Linked DNA regions of Oryctolagus cuniculus: all the other regions are linked to region 2. The links are chromatin contacts, called in public Hi-C and Micro-C maps. All regions are on one chromosome and are shown on one strand. The core of a region is the stretch at or near the end of the contact, and the rest is flanking DNA. Distances in the headings are between cores, read along the strand shown. Region 1 has its middle 7.4 kb from the start of CA12. Region 2 holds the start of TPM1 (tropomyosin 1). Region 3 overlaps TLN2 (talin 2).

What was found. Hi-C and Micro-C count contacts between places; a contact is called where the count stands out from the background.
Region 1: a Hi-C map of an unstated tissue shows a contact between it and region 2, with 1.8 times the contacts expected there. The contact joins the enhancer-like site here to the promoter of TPM1 in region 2. A contact is called at or near these places in 2 of 6 Hi-C or Micro-C datasets (ear pinna and an unstated tissue).
Region 3: a contact with region 2 is called in a Micro-C map of ear pinna, with 5 times the contacts expected there. The contact joins the enhancer-like site here to the promoter of TPM1 in region 2. A contact is called at or near these places in 2 of 6 Hi-C or Micro-C datasets (ear pinna and an unstated tissue).

What each region holds. Positions count from the first base shown.
Region 1 is chr12:86,419,972-86,423,505 of mOryCun1.1, forward strand. No RefSeq gene overlaps it. Among named protein-coding and RNA genes, the nearest start is that of CA12, 7.4 kb to the left of the region's middle. Within about 2 kb of position 1,295, at least 1 of the 8 cell types and tissues checked has an H3K27ac peak or open chromatin away from gene starts, as enhancers often do.
Region 2 is chr12:86,061,003-86,064,429 of mOryCun1.1, forward strand. It overlaps TPM1 (tropomyosin 1), which reads left to right and starts at 1,758. Exons shown (of 10, transcript NM_001105688.1): 1 at 1,758-1,902; 2 at 2,871-2,996. The coding sequence starts at 1,789.
Region 3 is chr12:85,804,231-85,807,710 of mOryCun1.1, forward strand. The region is part of intron 44 of TLN2 (talin 2); the gene reads left to right. Among named protein-coding and RNA genes, the nearest start is that of MIR190A, 35 kb to the right of the region's middle. Within about 2 kb of position 1,316, at least 1 of the 8 cell types and tissues checked has an H3K27ac peak or open chromatin away from gene starts, as enhancers often do. A contact at or near this core is called in ear pinna, where this site is marked.

The sequences.
Region 1 (3,534 bases), core at 45-2,544, 360 kb after region 2:
GGCCAGGCTGTATACAGGAGCCAGAAGCTTCTTCCGGGTCTCCCACGTGGGCGCAGGGGCCCCAGCGCTTGGGCCATGTTCTGCGGCCAAGGGGTGTCTTCACTGCCACACCAAATGCCCACCCCGATGCTGTTCCTCTCATTCTCAGTTTGAAGGACTGTCCACTCTCTCCCCTGTCCTCTAAGCCACAGCACAGTCCCAGACCAAGCTCACAAGTGCCAACCCAAGGTCAAGAGTCCTAATTCAATTCTGAAAACTTCCACCCAGAATCAGGCAGGCAGAATGGTAAAGGAAGAGAGTTTTGGAAGCTCTGCTCCATTACTCATTACTCTATGACCTCAGGCAAGTCACTCACACTCTCCAAATGTCAGTTTCCTCCTTTGCCTACAGCAGTTAAGACTCGCTTGTGGTGCCTGGATCCCTTAGCAGAGCGCCTGGTTTGAGTCCTGGCTTCTCCACTTCTGATCCAGCTTCCTGCTGATGCACACCCTGGGAGGCAGTAGGTGGTGGCTCAAGTACGTGCGTCCCTGCCACTCATGTCTCAGATCCACATTGAGTTCCTGACTCCTGGCTTTGGTCTGGCCCAGTCCTGACTGTCGCAGGCATTTGGGGAGTGAGCCAATGGATGCAAGGTTTCTCTCTCGTACCCTCTCTCCCTGCCTTTCAAACGAAATGAAAATAAATAAATAAGATAAGCCAGGCACCTGAAGAACCTGGCACAGTGGCCTATCATAAGCACTACACAAATGCTCTCTCCTGTAGGAAGCCCTTAACTGACTGAACGGGGACTATTTTACCCCATAGTTGCAACTCTGATTTGGGCAACCCCAACAACTTCCGAGAACTTTCAAAGGAAAATGAGTGAGATTTTCCAGATGTCCTATCCCCTCTAATCCTACACGCCGGTCTCTCCGGGAATGTAGCTTTGGTCATCACAAGTATCTTCCTTCTAAACAAGTAGATTCAGAAAGCACGTTCCCATGTGAGATGCCTGCTCACTGGGATTCTGGAGCTGGGAGGCGCTTGTGAGCTCAGAGGCCTCGCGCTCCTGGAACAGGCTAGTGCTATCCCCTTGCTTGGACACGCCGGCTCTCTGCAGTTGCAGGAATGGATGAGCAGCCCGCCTCTTTCATGTGCTTTCAAAGAAAAGTCAACAGCACCCCCGTTTGCTCACATTTCCGTCTGTGTTCAGCTCCACTGGCACAGGGACAGACATTTGTGGGGTGGGAGTGGGTGGAGGTGGGGGCGGTTCTTGTGCTCCTCTTTGGCTGGAGTCGACATGCTGAGCTCAGCCTCCTTGCTTACGCTCCAGTGCCTGACAAAGAGCTCCATGGGCTGGGAGCCAGGTGGCATGGACAGGGCAAGGCCAGTGAGCTTCCCAACAGGCAACTGAGCTGAGCTGAGCTGAGCTGCCTCTTTGGCCAGAGGCCAGCCCTGGGAGGACTCAGGTTCATCTCAGACTCTGCGAGAAGGCTCAGGGATAGCTGGTGGCTGGTGAGGCAGGTGGGCAGCCAAGGCTTTGTGGTTTCATTGCCTGGGGCAACTCAGCCAGCCACTGGAGATGTCCCCCAGGAGAGCCTGGCTGTGTGGGGAGCCTCTGCGATGGTCAGGAAATCTGACCCAGGCACTACTTCCTTATGTCCTCCCCACTGGGAGTCAGAGTTTGGGCTGAATGTTACTTATGGGTACATCTCTGTGTTCTGAGACTGATACTCAGAACTTGCCTTTGGTATTACGCCATTCTGTTTTGTGCACTCCCCATGACTTTGAGGGTGGTAGAATCATGGCAAGACGCAATTAGAACTCTTAAAAGAATCAGAAAATTGGAACCCCAGAAACTTGGACTATGTCTCTCCGTGAATTCTCTAGACTGGGAGAACGCGGAAGGGGAAGTACCGCGGTCACTCCCTTTTGATGATAGGGACTGTTCAACCAAGTCCCAGGAAAAATGTGTAAACCCCTCTGGAGTCGGTTAAGAAGGACAGTGCAGTCCATAATTACCGAGTTTATGGATGCTGATAAGGAGAGAATTGTTTATTCCCAGTGGAGGCAGCAGACCTGTGATAAGGCTCCCTGGGTTCATTTTACTCCCCAAAGAAAAGAAGCAAGTTAGCACAGGCCCTGCTAAGAAATCACGGCACACAGTGAAGGAGAGAAACCCCACCAACAGGAGTCTTGCAAAGCGAGCTGCCTGCAGAGGGAAGTGGGGAAGAATTGTGGAGGTGGGCAGAGCAAAGCCACGGGAAAACAGTGCTGATCTGAGATGTCCAAACCCAAGGGGAGTAAGAAAACCATGGTCCTGCACCAGAATGAGCCGCGTGGTGATCTTGGGAAGATTCCAGGATCTGATGCCTGGCAGACACGACTGGGGTGAGACTGGAGGCAGCACGTGGCCCACTGAACTCTCTCCCCAAGAGATGTTTAGGAAAAACTTATTTACAAGAAGCAGAAGAGGAGGAGGAGGAAGAGCTGCTTCTGGCCCTAGAGCTCCTTGAGGGGAGAAAAAGGACCAAAGCCATGGCTGAGAGCGGAGCAGAAAGCGCTGTTGCACGGACGGGCTGGGGCGGGCACTGCGCATCCTTCAGCCTGCAGGCCCAGTGGGGCTGCGGGGCTCCAGATTCATGCAGTCAGCGCTGTCCTGGGGGCCCAGGCAGGGGTCCGAGGGGCAAGGAACTAAGATGAGGTTCACCAGGAAGCAAGGGCACACGCTTACTCATCCCTCTTCTGCATTGCTCAGGTTTTTCTTTTGTGTGTGTGTGTGTGTGTGTGTGTGTGTGTGTTTTAAACAGCAAGTACGTTACAAACTGAGACAATCATATGAATTAAATGTTTTTTTTTTTTTTTTTTTGGACAGGCAGAGTGGACAGTGAGAGAGAAAGACAGAGAGAAAGGTCTTCCTTTGTCGTTGGTTCACCCTCCAATGGCCGCCGCGGCCGGCGCGCTGCGGCCGGCGCACCACGCCGATCCGATGGCAGGAGCCAGGAGCCAGGTGCTTTTCCTGGTCTCCCATGGGGTGCAGGGCCCAAGCACCTGGGCCATCCTCCACTGCACTCCCTGGCCACAGCAGAGGGCTGGCCTGGAAGAGGGGCAACTGGGACAGAATCTGGCGCCCTGACCGGGACTAGAACCCGGTGTGCCGGCGCCACAAGGCGGAGGATTAACCTAGTGAGCCGCGGCGCCGGCCTAATTAAATGTTTTAAGAGTTGAAAGAGGCAGGGGCCGGTACTGGGGCGCAGCGGGTTAACGCCCTGGCCTGCAGTGCCAGCATCCTATATGGGTGCCGGTTCGAGACCCGGCTGCTCCACCTCTGATCCAGCTCTCTGCTATGGCCTGGGAAAGCAGTGGAAGATGGCCCAAGTCCTTGGACCCCTGCACCCATGTGGGAGACCTGGAAGAAGCTCCTGGCTCCTGGCTTCAGATCAGCACAAATCTGGCCGTCACAGCCAGTTAGGGAGCGAACCAGTGGATGGAAGACCTCTCTCTCTCTCTCCCTCTCCCTCTCCCTCTCCCTCTCCCTCTCCCTCTCCCTCTCCC
Region 2 (3,427 bases), core at 508-3,007:
CCATGTAATCCACATATTGTCTGTGTGTTGTCCACAGGCCCAGCACTTTGTCAGTGTTCGGGCAGCTGGGTGTTCACACGGCACGCAGGAGCTCTCTGATGAATGTCTGTGCCATACAGCCCCTTCGCACACAGATCTCCTGTCCTGAACATTTCGTCCTTTCTGGGCAGTGGAAAAAAACAGATAAAATCCCCGAGGGGGACCTGATCATGCTCTGCAGGACTTACAAGTTGTTTGGCCTGTGCGATCTGCTCAGACGTGCTGTCCCGGGAATACTCAGTGTCCATGCAGTACAGGCTGTGAATTACTCCAGGGGGACTGTTAACAAAACCCTCACCACCCCTGCCTCTGCTGGGCTCACTCAGGCTGAGCTGGGGTGGCTCCTCCCCTCCCACTGAAGCTCTGAAAAAGAGCAGGTTCCCCTCCCTCCCCCACTTCTTGGGGACTGGAGGAGTGGAGTTAAAATTAAGAGGTGTAGGGAAGCCCTCCTGCCTCCAGGCAGGCTCCCAGCGCAGAGCTGGGCCTCTTCCCTCCCCAGAGTACAGCTGCGGACACAGTGGCTTAGCCAGGATGATATTTAGCCCACGTTTTTGGCCACCCAGCATCGGAGCGCCTTGCCTTGCCAGGAAAGAGGCAGGCTTTCTACAATCAGTGCAAAACACTGATTTACAAACAGTTAGGTCTGGAGGGACCTCAGGGGTCCGCTTCCCCCTGAATTGAAAGATGAAGAAACTGCAGCAGGGGCGGAGTTACTTATGAAGATCACACACCTGCTGGTGACACAGTAGAGACCAAAGACCAAATGGCCCAAGTTTAAGCTCAATGTTCTCTCCCCTTAAGCTCCCATGGCCCAAGTTTTAACTCAACGTTCTCTCCCCCTAAGCTCCCAGGCACCCACCCTCCTTAAAACACCCCCCCACACACACACACACACATGCAGAGAGAGAGAGAGAAAAACTAAGCCAACAAACTCCTGTGTCCCTAAAGTGCTTGATTGTTCTTCTTGGGGGAAGAGCTCACAAAAGACAGAGGTCCTGTGCCATCCTTGGGCTGCACTCTGCCTTTCTGACCGCACCAGCAGAGTCCCAGGAGAGACCCCTGGACCCTCCTCCCAGCTCTCCCTTCCTCCGCTCCGCTGGACTTTCTCAAGACCTGCGTGCTCTGGATGACACCTGGCAGCCCGAAGGCACTGAAGAGCGCCTAGAACTTAAGAGCCGAGAGTGGAGGGGTGTGGGGGGTGGGCGCAGGCTGCCAGGGAACCCCCGGTGTCCCGCCGAGCGTGCTGGGGTCCGGCGACCCCAAGAGTTCGACGCGCACCCGCCACCTGTCCCGGTTCCGGGAGCGCAGGGCGCGGGCTCTGGAAGGAGGGGCGCAGCGGGCAGGGGTTCGCCTCTCTGCCCCGGCGAGGCCTCAGCGCCTGCTCCCCGGCGCTCAGGTTTGGAAACAGGGCGGCCTCGCCCGGCCGCCGCCTCGCCGGCTCGGGTCCCCATATATAGTCATATCCACCGTCAACCCGGAGGCCGGCGGGCGGCAGCGAATGGGCGAGCGGCCCCCGCGGGAGGAGCGGGGAGGGGGCCCGGGCGGAGGGAGGAGGGGGAAGGGGGCAGGAGGAAAAAGCTTTTCCAAAAAAGTATTGGCTGTCTTGAGGAATGCGGTCGCCCCCTTGGGAAAGTACATATCTGGGAGCAGCAGGCGGCTTCGCGCTCGCACTCCGGCTCGGCAGCCCCAGCGCGCTCGCCTCTTCCCTCCGCTCCCGCCGCAGCCTCAGGGCCCCTCGCCGCCGCCACCATGGACGCCATCAAGAAGAAGATGCAGATGCTGAAGCTCGACAAGGAGAATGCCTTGGATCGAGCGGAGCAGGCCGAGGCCGATAAGAAGGCGGCGGAAGACAGGAGCAAGCAGGTCTGCACCTCCCCGGCCCTGCGGCCGCCCAGCGCCCGCGCTCCGTCGGCCCGGCGATCCCGGCCCCCAGCCGAGGCGGCCGGGGCGCGCGCCTGGGAGGGGAAGGGCACGCACCAGCCTGGGTCTTATTCTCACTTTTCCGTCCCGTCCGGGGACACCGAGGTCCCTGCTCACGTTCCCACAGCCCACGAAGTCTGTTCGAGTCCTGAAGGCACTTGAGTCCCAGGACCGGGTGTCACTCTAGGCGGGCGGTGGGTGGGGGGCGTCGAGGTCTTTGACCTTCCGACCGCGGAGAACCAAGCCTCAAACTCAGGCGGGGACTCTGGGGCGGAAGAAGGGAGTCCTGGAATTGTTTCCTAAGCGTCAGAAAGCACCCAAGGGCACACCGGGGCGCTGCTTTGCTCCCCGGGGGTTGTGGACCTGACAAGGCTGAGACCGTGGCTGAAGCCCCGTCCTGGGAAATGGGGAGGGGAGGCGCGGGCTCTGCTCCGCATTGGCTTCAGCTGGGCCCCCTGGAACCCCAGCTCCGCGGCGCCCCTAGCTGGAGGGGCCCCCAGCCAACGCGTGCCCCTGTGTTGTGTGTGTCTAACACCCGGTCCGTGCCGGCCGCCCGCCCGCGCCCGCCGCCGCCCCCCACCCCTAGCTGGAGGAGGACATCTCGGCCAAGGAGAAGCTGCTGCGGGCGTCGGAGGACGAGCGGGACCGGGTGCTGGAGGAGCTGCACAAGGCGGAGGACAGCCTCCTGGCCGCCGACGAAGCCGCCGCCAAGGTACCGGGGCGCGCGGCAAGGCGCCCAGCACGACTGGCTAACTGTCTCTCTTCTCTCTCTCTCTCTCTCCCTCCCTGTCCTTCCCTCTCGCGTTCCCGCTGTCCCTGTCCTGGTTCTGTGCACCCACACCCCGCCCCTGCGGGATCACGCTGCCTGCTGCACCACCACCCCCTCCCCATACCCCGCGGCCAACTCCCAGCTGGAAGATGAGCTGGTGTCGCTACAAAAGAAACTCAAGGGCACTGAAGATGAACTGGACAAATACTCTGAGGCTCTCAAAGATGCCCAGGAGAAGCTGGAGCTGGCAGAGAAAAAGGCCACCGACGTAAGTGCACGCTCACACCGCCTCCCTCACCTCGCGCGCCCCAGCGGCTACTCTGGGGGTCTCCATAGGGGCCTGAAAGCAATGGAGAAGGGTTGCCTCCTTGTGCTGAACACATGCACGTAGCCCAGAGCACTGGATGCCCCTTCGGCTGCTGCTGCTGCTGCTGCACACATGATATTTCACCCGTTTCTCTCTCTGTTTCTCCTCTTCTTCATCCTCCTGGAAGTAGAGGTGGGTGGGTGAGAAGCTGGGAGAATAGAGCACCCGAAAGTGGAGTCTGGAGGTGAGCCTTGACTCCGTGGTGGCAGAAAACCTCCCGAGGTATCATCACCAAGGTTTGTGCACGCAGAGAATGCCTAGTCTCCTTTATTTCCTTTTTGCCACCTTCAGTGAGTGTAAGTTCTGGGTTTGTGTGTGTGTGCACGCGCGTG
Region 3 (3,480 bases), core at 66-2,565, 260 kb before region 2:
CCTAACAGCGCCTGCATTGTGAGATTTCAGGATGATTATTTAGGCTGCAGCATGAATAATTCTGTTTGTAATGAGCACGTGAAGTCACTACCAAGAAAGAAGCTTATCAGAGACCGACATCAAGACTTGATTCTTGACACAAGCCCATCAAATTAAAAAAAAAAAAAAAAGACTCCCTGTTTTTTAGTAAGACTAGACTGTGGTTCTAGTCTATAATTTACCTAGACATGTGATTCATTTGATTAATGTGTAATTTTTGTATTTCATAAATAAGAGTAAGGGGACTTTTGTTACAGTTAAGTTGAGTTGGAACAATGCAGGAAAGGACTGGCTTTGAGAAGGGGAATTAAAAGCAGAAAGAGATGGTGATTACAGCAAGGTTTGGATCTTTGTCCCCAGAAACCTTGCAAAATGGAATGCACCCCTGACCCCATCTCCCTTCTAAGACCCTTTCCATGTCTGAATTCTTAGGAGTTACCCAGCCCATGTATGAAACAAGCAGATTTTCTTACTGCAACACAGATCATCAAAGCAAAAATATAAAATATTGCAGAGCAGCCAAGAAAGAAAAATGCACAGCAAAAAGTGCCCCAGCTGGTTGCTTGAGTTGCTGGCCCTGCGCAGGGAGCAGCTGAGGTTTTCATTAAGGTTTTCCCTTTTTGCCCTTGCATCTTGAGATGTAGTTTACATTCCTGACACACAAGCAGTGTGACCTGGAGCAACAGGGGGAAGAGAGAATATAAAATTACCAGCGGTTTGCAAAGGAGAATTCTTTGTGTGCATTTGCCAGACAGATATTTGGGAGGAAAACTGAGAAGGTTAGGAGATCCCTAAAGCAATGTAGTGTTGTTTCTGACTCCAAGATTGTGGGATTATTTGTGTACCCACAAGGATCCCACATCACAGCATGTGTAAACACTTATATCCAGGGCAAATAAGAAACTGGTCTCTTTCGTGGCAGCCGCGCAGTCTGCTGTGTGGAGTCAGCACTCTGGTCTTTTCCAGAATGTGACAATTACAGGAAAAGCCATAGCTGTGCCCTCGAACATCAAGCAGGAGCTTTATCTGCTCATTTTTCCATAGCAAGCTCGAACCTTTGTTAAGATCGCTCTACATTAAAGTGACAGCCCTCTGGCAGCTGTGCAGTTACTGAAGAGGACAAGAAAAAAAGAAATTGAGATTGTAGGAGCTACAGCCCTTCGATCTCAATCCTGGGGAGAAGATTGGGTAACCGGAGCTTTGTCTCAGGACCAGCCGCCGTAACCACTTGCCATACTGGTTGTCTTCAAAGCTCGCAGGCACGTTAGTTGAGCGCCTGTGGCAGCCACACCGCCCTTTACTCAGATGAGCTGGGTGCCTGCTCTGGACTTGTCTAAAACTTTCCACTCCAAGTGCCTCTTCCTGGAGCTGGGAGACTGACAGCCTGTCGTACAAGGGCACCTCACACCGTCTGTGGGGAAAAGACAGAATCAAAAGAGAAGTTGATTTGGATTAAAAAAAAAACTCAAAATCCCTGCAGTTTTTTTTATAATATGCATTTTCCACCAGCTTTCAGAAGACCCTCTCAAACACACCTTTCGTGTTTCCTTCTGTGTTTGCTAAGTTTGTCAGCTACGTTTTATTACTGCCCTTTTAACTTCCAAAGCCATCCCAGGCAAATGATATTTGCCCTGGCTTCAGAGGTAATTGCTTTTAAGTACTGAGAAGAATCTGGATGTTTTGCTTAGTTTTCGGCAGTAAGGAAAGATGATCATTATTTCTTAGACCCCCTCCGAGTGAAATCAGATCCAAAGCTTCATAAAGGCGGCACTCTTCATTTCCCTCAAGGCACAAAGCCAGCCATCGGGTTTTCTCCATTTTACTTTCATTTGGGCAGGCAGGGAATTGAGGGGGTTTTTGAGGCTCAAGTAAGGCTTCATGAAAGTTGCCAATTTAAACCCCAAGTTGAATGTCTTGGAGCCACATTCCTTTATAATCAACACTGGTAGAAGGCTGGATCACCCTGTGGTCTCGGGAAGTTGGGTCATGTTTGCTGAAACATTTAACGTTGCTTTGAGAAGCTTAGCATTTTTTAAGCCCTTATCTGTTTGAATAGTCTTACAAATGCATTCCCTTTCTAAGACGTTCCTCTGGTAGAACAGAGTGTCCTTTGCATTTGCACGTAGACCGTGTTGCTTCAGTTGCCCTCCTTCGTGAATGTGCCCTGGGTTGTCTTTGTGCCCCTGGAAAGCAGTGGTAGAGCTGCTTCTCAAGTTGCAGCCACGGGTCAGAAGCTGTGTGGGTTCTGTTGCATTCTCCCTGGCCACCGCAGCGTGTGAGATAAGAATCATTAGTCCCCCTTCCACACATAAGCAAACTGAGGCTCCAGGAGCTTCATTTGTCCAAGACCACACAACTGCAGTGGTTAGCGTGGGTTCCCTTGCAGGAACTTGAACTGTAAGGTCGTCTTTGTTTTATAAATCCTGCGAATGTTTCTCCCACCACTTCTCCCTCCTTGACTGGCAGCACTTCATCACGGAGGGATCGATGATCCTTAGAGCTCTTGCTCTTAGATGAACTCTGACCCTTGAGTACTTAGGGTTAACCTGGATGCATCTGGAAGGCATCAAGAGGCAGGCTGAATCTGAAACTTTAATGGGGCATCCTCCTGCTTCAGCTCAACCTTGTTTATAAACCAGCAAACATGTGCAGCCCGGCAGATACACGTAAGTGGCAGTGCTGCCGTGTGGGCTGGATTCCAGTGCCTGTTCCCTGTTGGCAGCAGCTTTATTGCTGCACCAGCCCCAGCCTCTTTGCAGAGCTGCTCATGTTGCATTCTCCGTGGGGCGGGTCAAGGAGACAGCCCTGCCTGGTGTACAGTGTACAAGATGCCCAAAAAAGCAGAGACTCAACTTTGTGGCTCATGAGGATTTTCTAGTAAATGGATTTTCAAAAGTCCTTTGTGTCTTAGGAAATAAAAGGATCTTTCTCCCTTAAATGCAGTAGGGGAGAGCATTGTTAGCCCCAGCCACTCTCCAAATTCACCCTTCCTGAAACTCGGGCAAGATGACACTGGAAAATAGCTTCCAGGGGGCCTTAACTGCCCAGGTGCCGTTCACAGTACTTTAGCTCTTGTAGGCAGTGTTTTGGATAGTCGCTGGAATGATGGGCCAGATTGTCTATAGCTGTTGTGAAGTCTTCAAGATAACCAGACGCATGCTTAAAGTTGTGCTCTGTGTCTTTAATGGAGACTGGAGGAGAAGATTGTTTATGGCATCTGTGTTGATCAGACCAAAATGAGAAGTGACGCAAAGCAAAATCAGAGGGAATGCAAACTTTGGAGAGACAGCTGGAAGCCTACCCACAGTGGGACCTGCTCAGCTTTTCTTAGGCCAACTGCTTTTTCTAATCTCATAGCCCAGGAGTAGAATGTGTGCCTGCTGAGCCTTTAGCTTCGCAAATGTACCTTTTATGAAAACCTCAGACCTGGGCTGCTGGAAG